Regions from separate parts of the Mus musculus genome. Here region 2 is linked to region 1. Evidence: chromatin contacts called from public promoter capture Hi-C data. All regions are on one chromosome and are shown on one strand. The core of a region is the stretch at or near the end of the contact, and the rest is flanking DNA. Distances in the headings are between cores, read along the strand shown.

What was found. Promoter capture Hi-C pulls out the DNA fragments that hold promoters and counts their contacts.
Region 2: a promoter capture Hi-C map of liver shows a contact between it and region 1, with 3 times the contacts expected there. The contact joins the promoter of Sumo3 here to the promoter of Krtap10-10 in region 1. A contact is called at or near these places in 4 of 39 promoter capture datasets (hippocampal neurons, liver, pre-B cells and 1 more).

The regions. Positions count from the first base shown.
Region 1 is chr10:77,833,378-77,838,713 of GRCm38.p6, forward strand. Krtap10-10 (keratin associated protein 10-10) reads left to right here and starts at 2,570. Exons shown (of 1, transcript NM_001024709.3): 1 at 2,570-3,874. The coding sequence starts at 2,622. The coding sequence ends at 3,275. The region is part of intron 2 of Tspear (thrombospondin type laminin G domain and EAR repeats); the gene reads left to right.
Region 2 is chr10:77,603,181-77,608,516 of GRCm38.p6, forward strand. Sumo3 (small ubiquitin-like modifier 3) reads left to right here and starts at 2,917. Exons shown (of 4, transcript NM_019929.4): 1 at 2,917-3,161. The coding sequence starts at 3,141.

The sequences.
Region 1 (5,336 bases), core at 1,320-3,819:
ATTTGGTGATTCTATTTACATTTCTTGCACGTATGTATATATTTTAAGAAGCTTCAACTTTGATAGGTTTCCAGATGACTCCCCAAATGGTCCTGAGTTTTAGTTGTCCCTCCTTGTGTCCCCTGCCTTACTGTGTCTGCTTATGAATTCCCTGCTTATGAATTCTCCCGTTCTTTCCCCATCCTGTCCATCTATAACTATAGATTCTGTTTCCCCTTCTGTGGGATGCCCTTCCCTCCAGTTCCTCTCCCTATGCATAACCTCTGTGGTGATAATGGGTTTTACCCTGCTACTGAAGACTTAGCAGCTCACATCCACGCAGAAGTGGGTACATATCATACTTGTCATTTTGGATCTGGGTTACTTCATTCAGGATGATTTTTTCCTCCTATTCATCAATTTACCTGCCAATTTTGTGGTTTCATTTTTTTTAACAGCTGAGTAATATTCCATTGTGTAGATGTACCACATTTAAAAAAAAATCCATTCATCCCATGATAGACTTCTAAGCTGCTTCCAATTTGGCGCTATTATGAACAGAGCAACAGTGAACCTGGGTGAGCAAGTGTCTCTGTAGGGGGATGAAGCATCCTTTAGGCAGATGCGCAAGAGTAGTCTAGCTGGACCTTGAGGTAGATCTATTCCCAGCTCCCTGCGGAACTGCCACCCTGGTTTCCGTAGTGGCTGTACAAGTCTGCACCACACTATAAATGAGTAAGTGTTTCCCCTCCCCCCACACCCTCACCAGCATGAGCTGTCACCTGTGTTATTGATCTTGGCCATTCTGACAGGTGTAAGATGGACTCTCAAAGCCGTTTTGATTTGCGCTTCCCTGATGACTCGGGGTGTTGAACTTTTCTAAATGTTTTTCAGCCACTTGTGTTTCATCTCCTAGAGCTTCTGTTTAGATCTATACATGTTATACGTTTTAGATACTAGCCCTCTATTGCATGTGTAGCTGGTAAAATCTCTTCCTATTCTGTACCCTGCCTCTTTTTTCTGAAGGATGTGTCTGCTCACGGCGGAGCCTCTTGGTTTTGCTTATCGAGACGCCTCTATTTTGCCTTAGCTTCTGAAATGGTTTTACTGTGTGTATAGGTCTCACCCACTGCCTCTGGCCTCCTGGTATCAGGCCAAGGCTAGCCATTGCTTTTCTGAGGGTTCCCTTTGCAGTTTTCAGGATTTTCCCCTCGGTTTGGGCTCAGCTTTCTCATTGTAACACCTGGCTTGCAGATCTACCCAGTGGGCTCCATCTCATCAGCTGAACTCCCTGGGTGTGAAGATCAATGTCTTTCAATAAACCTGATAATTTTCAGCCTTTGTTTGAAATGGAACTTCTCCATCTGACTGCATGAGGTAGCAGTTAGGCCTGGTTCTGCCTCTGAGCCCCAGGCTCCCAGAAATAAGACTCAGACTCAAAATATATTTACAAATACCTTGGCCATATAGCTAGGCTCTGCTCTGATTAGATCATAACTAAAGACAACACATGTATTTTAACCTACATTCTGCCATGTGGCTGGTTACCTGTCCTCGGGTAAAATGTGTCTGTCTCCTCACATCTTCCAGGGCTCTATCCCAGAATCCTTTCTCTCGCCTGGATATCTCACGGAGGGTCCTAGCACAGCATCTCACTCCACCATCAGAACCACAGAGGTTCCAAGCCCTGTCACCCACCCAACCCAGCCAGTGCCTGATAGAGTGAGAAGCTATTTGGAGACTCTGCAGCCCAGAGTATCCCCAAGGATGTGCCTTGACCCTCAGGAATGTGGCGGAGTATAGGGACCATGGAAAGATGAGTAACCAGAACTCTGGGTGTCACCCAGGCTTGGAGCTGAGCTTAGCATGAGTAGCTCCACAGGCCAAGGCTCTAGTGAATAACTTGTCCTTGCACCATGTCTGCATCCTTTAGCAGAGTTGTGTTGAATGAAGGAACTCCCAGTGCCCATGGGGCCACAGGAGCTCTGAGGACCCGAGAACAGGAGAGGCTGCCAGAGTTCAGAGGTGGCAAAGGATGCATACACATTATGGGCACTGCTGGGGGCTCCTGAGGAGCTCAACATGGAATGTGCCAGAAAGCATCGACCTCACTGTCTCTGCTGCGATCTTTCTCACAACCTCTGTGAGCCAACCTCAGCTCCAGGCAGACTCCGGGGGGCCTGTCACGGGCATGAAGGTATCCTTGAGTTCCCACTGAGCTCCCACAGCAAGTCCTACACAACAATTTAGGAGCACATGCCCCCATCCTCAAAGCCTGGGTGCCCCCGCTCCGTCTCTGCTCGGCCAGAGAAGCTGCCTCAAGTCTAAGACTTCTGAGAGAAGAACGGTGGCTGCCACCTCGAGAATGTCACCTGGCTGCTGCCATCCCTGCCTCTTATGTAATCTGAGCATCTCAGTGCAATCTCCCCCAGGGATTAAAAAAGAGCTCCAGAGCCTCACCAGATTGCAGTATTTGTTGACAGCCACAGGCTGACTCCAAACACAATGAGGAAAAGGAAGCCAGAAGCTGAGGCACAACAAAATACAAGCAGCTCAGGAGTATAAAGGCGGCCACCAGAACACCTCACATACACACACACATTCACTCAACACACGCTCACCCTCCTCCAGCCAAACCCGCCATGGCCGCCTCCACCATGTCTGTTTGCTCTGATGCTCGCACCAACTCCTCCTGGCAGGTGGATGACTGCCCAGAGAGCTGCTGTGAGCCCTGCTGCTGTGCCCCCAGCTGCTGCCAGCCCAGCTGCTGCCAGCCCAGCTGCTGCCAGCCCAGCTGCTGCCAGCCCAGCTGCTGTGCCCCAGCCCCCTGCCTGACCCTCATCTGCACCCCAGTGAGCTGTGTGTCCAGCCCCTGCTGCCAATCTTCCTGCTGCACACCCTCATGCTGCCAGCAGTCTAGCTGCCAGCCAGCTTGCTGCACCTGCTCCCCCTGCCAGCCATCCTGCTGTGTACCTGTTTGTTGCACACCTGTCTGCTGCACACCTGTCTGCTGCACACCTGTCTGCTGTAAGCCTGTGTGCTGCACACCCATCTGCTCTGGCTCCTCCTCCTCCTGCTGCCAGCCCTCCTGCTGTGCTCCTGTGTGCTGCAAGCCCTGCTCCAGCCTGTCCCTGCTGTGTCGCCCTGTGTGCAGACCTGCCTGCTGTGTGCCCACCTCCTCCTGCTGTGCCTCCTCCTGCCAGCCCAACTGCTGCCGCCCAGCCTCCTGTGTATCCCTGCTGTGCCGCCCTGCCTGCTCCAAACAGGCCTGCTGTGGCCAGAAGTCCAGCTGCTGAGGGACTGTCCCATGCTTTAGAATTCCCCAGGTGCAGGTCTGATACCCTCAGAGTCAGGCAAGCGGGCCTGTTCCCACAACTGGGTTCAGCCTCATACCCATGTTTCCCTGCTCAGCTCCGAGTTTCCCACACTCCTTTTTGTCAGGTCTGATGGTGGCTACTATCCTGTGATCAGCTGACAAGCTGTGAGTCCTGCAAACCTTCTGAGGCCTCACCAGAATATCTGGCCACCCATGGGAAAAGGCTTCACGTGGTATGAGTTACTTCCTCTGGGACCCTGTCCTTAAGCTGCATCCAATGTTGCCTTTCCACTGGCTATTTGGTTCTCCTCTCTGTGTGTGACCAGCTCTTCTGAAGTAGTCCCTACCCAACAGACTTCAGGGAGACACTTTCTGGGCTACTAGACAGTTGCCACAGTTAGGCCGGCCAGGCTCTGCTGAGGCCTGACACCCTGCTCTGTGTTCCTGTCCCCCTGTGCAGACCTCAGAGCTAAGTTGACCTTGGGTCTCCTCCTCTGTGACTTCCCTCATCCACTCAGCACCCTTCCCTGTCCTCACCGCCCTCTACTCAGTATCTTGTGAAATAAAACGAGATTCTCAGAAGAACTTGTGGCACTGGTCTGGTTCTGTAAGCTTCTGCATCTATTCGCTTTCCAATTTGATCGGTCACTTCTACATTGGCCATTTCTGGGACTCAATTCTGTTTCTAGAAGTTTCTACCTGTTCTCATTCCTGGTGGCCTGTCTCCTGTGCACCTTGTCCTTTCTGGCTAAATCATGGTGCTGACAGCGCAGGTGGAGACCTCGGATGAAGTGCTGGAAGCACAGGGGCCGTAGCCACCTTTGTTAGATTTGCTACTGGCCCCCTCGCAGCACCCAGAACACACGAGGTTGGGGGCTAGTGAGATTGTCAGTGGGCTACTGAGGTCATCACGGGGCTGCGGCACTCAGGAAGAGGCTGCCAACTGGAGATTGATTCCCAGATCCTACAAGATAGCAAGAGAGAACCGACTTCAGCCAGTTGTCTTCTGACATCCACAGGTACACAACACACACACACATTCACACTCACACTTACAAATACTTATCCACACAACAAAATCACACACAGACTCACACACACACACACAAACACTTATACACACAACAAATATGCACACACTCATATACACTCATGCACACAAAAATACACACATTCACACTCACACAGAAACACTTAAATGAACAACAAATATGCACACACAGACACACACACACAAACACATACACACATATACACACACACAAACACATACACTCAGATACACACTCACACACACACAAAAACACTTAAATGCACAACAAATATGCACACACTCACAGACACACACACAAACACATACACACATATACACACTCACACACACATACACTCAGATACACACTCACACACAAACATACACAGATTCACACATACAGACACACACAGATTCACACACACAAACACATACAGATTCACACACAGAGACACACACAGATTCACACACACAGTCATACATACAAACACTCACACATAGACAAACATATACACACCACATTCATAATCATATAGCCACACATACACATATACATTTACAAGCCCACACTCACACACATAAATACACACACAAATGCTCATACACACAACAAATATACATACACAATACAAACATACACAAACACAGACTTACACACGCATAAATACACATAAACACTCATATACACACTCACACAAACATACAAACACACACAAACCATACATACACTCACACGCATTCACATATCATACATACACTCACACACATACAAACATAGACCTACACAGACATAAACACACATTCAACACATTCACACACACTCATATATATATATATATATATATATATATATATATATACACACACAACCATTCATATGCATACTCACACACAAACACACTCACAAATATTCACATACCCACTTACACACTCATACATATACACAAACACACAAATATTCAAATACACATACACTCATACATACTTACATCTACAAAAACTCACATG
Region 2 (5,336 bases), core at 1,667-4,166, 230 kb before region 1:
GTCTCGGAGAAGAGCAGAGGTAGTTGACATAACAATATAGCCATCTAAGTAGGAAGACTACCCTGCAGGTGGCCCCACCTCAGTGGCTGACAAGGTCCTTGTCAGCTCGCTTCAGGTTGGGGGAGGCTACACCCAGCCTCTTTCCTAGTTTCATGCTTTGGTGGCAAAATACACCAATGAAACCAGTTTAGGGAAGGAACAGGTTTGGGTCTCAGTTCCAGGTCCATCCTTGTGGGGAGGCCAAGCACCCTTCCTTTCTTGACTTTCCTTTCCTCAGAGAAAGTCTCCTTGTTGCTAGCTACCTGGAATCTTTATGAAAAAAATTTAAAATAGCTAGCTTGAGATAAGGAGTCTCCTCCAAACTCGCGATCTTCCAGCCTCTGCCTCTCTGGTGTCCGTGCAGCTATGGGAGGCAACAGGACCAGGACATCCTTCACTGCAAGGAACCTTTAGAATCCATCCTTACAGGGAGTTCCTCTGAGCCAACCTTCTCTGGCTTTTTGGTACTTGAAAGCATGCTCCATTTGTAGAGCCATTTATTTAAGTCTGTAAGAAACATGAACATATTTGCTTAGTCTCGGGAAATGTCTTAGGTTGTGTCTCTTTGTTCCATTTTCTTTCCTTGAGATTCTGATACATACTTGCACTGATCCGGGATTCTGGTCAGGTGGATACACACTTGTACTGATTCAGCAGGGCCTCTGCTTCTTCCCGTCCCTCTCTTTCCCTGAGACCCCAGAGTCCCTTGATTTCCCTTGGGAAGTTCCTCAGCCAGGGCCCTCTCTTCATCTTCTCTGGATGCTGTTCTTGATCCTCAGCTGTCTCCTTGGAAGAGTGTGTGACTAGGTGTGTGTGGAACCTCAGCTTATTATGGGGTGTCTGGGTCTGCTGTATGAAGGCAGGCTGGGATGCCCCATGCAAGGCAAGCCACTCTTCTCAGGTAACCAAAGTCATGCTAAGGTCTCATCCATGCCCAAGGGGCCTCCTTACAACATTAAAAAAAAAAAGGTGTGTGTATGTGTTCTGTGTATGGGTAGGTGTGTGTGAGTGCAGTACCTATAGAGGCCAGAAGAGGGTGCCAGACGTCCTGGAGAAGGGGCGCTGAGATCCAAACTCAGGTCCTTTGGGAAAACGGAGTGTTCTGTTTACATATACACATAGACATAGACATAGACATACACATATCTTAAGAACAGGCTTTGAAATACACACGAGTGAGCATCTTCCTGTTACCGGTTGTTCACTTTGCATAATGGTAGGCTTTCAGTGTGTGAATGGGTCATCATATGGTGTGAATGGATCGCAGTGTGGCTGTTTCTTGCTGCAGCTCACGTAGGTGCCGAGTTCATCCATCCTGTGCTGCACGTGTTGTTCTCCGATCACTTGGTAACAGATGCCCTCAGCCACAGACCCTCAGGTTTGATTCTTGTATCCTATAAACTGTTAATACAACACTTTATAATGCTTGGCATCTTAGAGCTGGTGGTACACTGTGGTCTGAACACTGCCTGCCCCGAGTCACTCACAGCTAATAGTGGAGGGAAGGTGTGCTCTGATCTCCAACAACTGCTTCAGTCAGCCTGGTTTCTGGAGTCCTGTCTCCCAGTTACACAGTCTGAGCTGGACATTCCAGAGATATGTTCAGCTAAGGATGACCATGATCTGTATTTGAGGAAAATCCATACCTTGGTCTGGTCTGGGTGTGGGATGAGTTCCAAATGCGTCCTTGTGGAAGACCTTGACAAACTTCTCGAAGAAAGGTCATGTGTACAGGGGAAAGGCTAAAAAAGGTTGGCTTCACAGACACTTGGCTTAGTAGCTTTGCAGTATTACCAGGAAGTGGGGATACTTGTCTGCTGGCCCTTCCTTGGAACAGAAACATACTTCTGTCAAACAGAGCGCCACTTCTCTGGAGGCTGCTGTGTGGTCCTGGAACACGGCCAATCAACACCTTCCTGAGACGACTGTGGGTGACTGTGTCAGCCCTGACTGGCCTGATTTGCAGGTGTTAGCAGACAGACACAGAGGGCCTGTGGGCTGCATTCTAAAAACTCACGCCAAGATACAAGGAAAGGACACTCTTGACCCCTTAGCCAGGGCTCCCGATGGATCTTCCAGCTCAAGCTTCCCTTGTTTTGCTTATCTAGTTGACTCCTTGGGCATGTTATTAAACTTCTAGGCATCTTGGTGTGCTGTGTAAAATGGGTTATTAGTGTCCACAATAGCATTCCAGAAACAGCAAATGGTAGGTCAGAAGGGAAGCTTTCTGTGCCTGTCACTCTCACCCACCCAAGCCACCTAGTGGTTACTTTGGGACTACGTAAGGAGGGAGAAAGGCAGCTAGATAGTGAGAATGAAGGGGAAGAGCTTGTCCTTCTGGAGAGCCATCTTGGGAATGGCCCTTGTGGAGGCTGGTCCACCCCATCCAGGAAATCAAATGAAAAAAGATGAAATGGGAGCATGTGCTGGCTTTCTGGGCCAACAGAAGCCATCCTCTGTGTCCTCAAAGGATGCCTTTTCTAGACATGAGCCCTCCTGTGACATTCAAATTAAAGGCCAGAGGCCTGTTCCAGGAGTGTGTGGTCCATAAACCATGCCTGGTAACCTCCTTATTCGTCTTCCGGACCACCTGAAAGGGTTAGCCTGAGTTTCTTTGCCCTCTCTTACCCAAATGCAGCCTGCATATAAGAAAAAGTCCCCAAATGTGGGTGGTGAAGAGGCTACTGGTTGGGCCAAAACGTTCCTCTGGGTCCTGACCTAGCACACAGCGCCCCCACTCCTCCCGTGCCTCCCTGCGTGGACGCGCAGTCTTGCACCCACATCCGGGGTCTCTGGGCCTAGGACCTTGAGTCGCGCGTCCCCGGGGCTCTGCGCGCACCCGGGCGCCTGACCCGCCCCGTGACGCATTCGCAACCGTCCTGAATCGCGGCTGGCCAGCGCGCACCCGCGGCGCGGGGCGCGCGCCTCGTGCACGCGCCCGACCACGTGACTCCGCGCGACCAACCAGCGCGCCGGGATTTAGGGATAAAGCGCGGCCCCGCGACAGTTGCGGCGGGAGAGCGGCGGGGCAGAGAGCGTGACTCGCCCGCTCCAGTGCCACCGGTTCCCGCTGCGCTTGCCGCCGCCGTCGCTGCGCAACCATGTCGGAAGAGAAGCCCAAGGTAAGCCCGGTACGCAAGCCGCAGCAGATTCCGCGGAACGCAGGCCGGGCCGCGCGCAAAAAGGGCCCGCGGGGCCGCGCCCGAGCCTCAGCGCCCCTCCCCCACCGACCCGCGCCCCTCCCCCACCAGCATTGCACTCCGCCCCGGGCAGCGCGCTAGCCCCACCCCCGGCTGTGCCTCCCGCCACACCAAGGCTCCGCCTCCGGGGTAGCCCCGCCCCGGGTGTAGCCCCGCCCACGGCTCGAGAACCCGGAACTTGGGTGCTGGTTCTTGGTTCGCAAGGGCCTCACTCCCTGACGCGGCCATCCTTTCGCGTGCCGTGCGCACAGTTGCACGCGTGGTGCTGCGCGTGAGGCTCAGCGGGCGCTCGTGAGAGCTGCACCGGAGTAAGAGCAAGGCTGGCCGCTCCGGGCTTCCAATGTTCGCCCGGCCGCATGCCCTTCCACTCCATCGCCGTGGTCTCGGCAGTTGGTGCGTGGGAAGGCCAGGGTTGCCCATTTCAAATTGAACAGTTTTCCCACACTCACCTGCCCTGCTGGGGGCAGTTTTATCCAACGGGAGATAAACGTTGGAGCCTGGCATTCTGTGCTCTTGACTGGCCTGGAGATGACCACTGTGTTGGCTCAGGTGAGAGACCCCAGGAGCAGGGCAAGCATCTGGACTAATGCCATGGTACCATGCTCAGCAGCCGAGCCCAGAAATATCTTGCCTGCGAGGTCCTTACCTTTAATTTCAGCTCAGCCTTGGGTCCTGCCTGCACCATCCCGGATATTGAATGAGCACCTGTTCGCCCTGTGCCAAGAGTAGACAACTTACTTTATTATATTTTGTAGCTGGTAACTACAACAAGAGTTGTAACCTTTTGGTGCGGTTAGGCAGGAAGTGAATGCCTGGTGTGTACTGGAGTGGCCATGCCTTCTGCCTCGGGTTAGTGGAGACAGAGGGTTATATGTTATATTTTGGTGACGCAGCCCAGGGGCTGTTGTCCACTAGGCAGATGCTCTACCAGTGAGTTACTTACTCTCTCCACACCCCCACAGCGGCCCCCCCCCCTTTTTTTTTAGACAAGGTTCCTTTGTGGTCCAAGCTGTCCTGGAGTTTAAGACCAGGCTGACTTCAAACTCAAAAGAGATCTTCCTGTTTCTGTCTCCTGAATGTTTCCCTGTGTAGCTCATGCTGGCCTCCACCTATACCCAGGAGCTCCCGGGTGTCAGGTGTTGGCAGTCAGTGTGCTGAGTAAGCCCTCCTTCTTCTGTATTTACTTGCTAATTAGAGAACTCCAGGCCAGAGCCCAGCCAGGCATCCTTCCGTTGGAGGGAAGCAAGCCTGAGGCCTTTCACCTCTGTCTCTGTTTTTGAACACACACATCCTTTCGGGAACCGGGTTAGAAGTCAGCATCTTGGGACCTGGAGTGATTCATGCTTCTCACTAGCGGACTTTACTTTTTCTCATATTGGATGCCACCCTTTGGAGAAGGGGGCAAGCTCTGTGGACAGTGCTGCTGTGTCACTGGTGTCCTGGGAGTGAGTGGGCAGGGGAAGGGGAAGGGATGATGCCTCAAGGTGTGCCTTCAGGTTCTTGATGGAGCCTCTCTCCTGCCGAACCATTTCTCAGACTAGAAGGAGCCATGCTCCTACCTAAAGCTGTTAGGACCCAGTGCAGGGCAGGTTGCTTTCTGCACCCTGCACCCGAGCTTCCTGACACTAGTCTACCTCTCTCTCCGGGAATAAAAATGTTGCTGAGGACACCCCTGGGAAGCAGGGTGCTTCCATGGAGCATGCTCTGTGGAACCGTGGGGGAAAAGAAGGCTGGCGTGAGGACAGGGAAAAAGCTTGATCTGCAAGTAGAGCAAGGGATCTGTTTCCTAGAAATAAATGGTTCTCGAGAGCTGGAGAGACAGCTTAGCGGTTAAGAGCACTGGCTGCTCTCCAGAGGACCAGGGTTCAATTCCCAGCACCCACATGGCAGCTCACAACTGTCTGTAACCCCAAGATCTGACACCCTCACATTGACATACATGCGGGCAAAACACCAGTACATATAAGATATTAATTAGCTAATTAATTAATGATTCCCAAGGCTGGAAAGACAGCAGTTAGGATCATGGGCCATTCTTTAAGAGGACCTGGTTCAAGTCCCAGCACCCATGTTACTGCTGACAAACATCTGTAACTC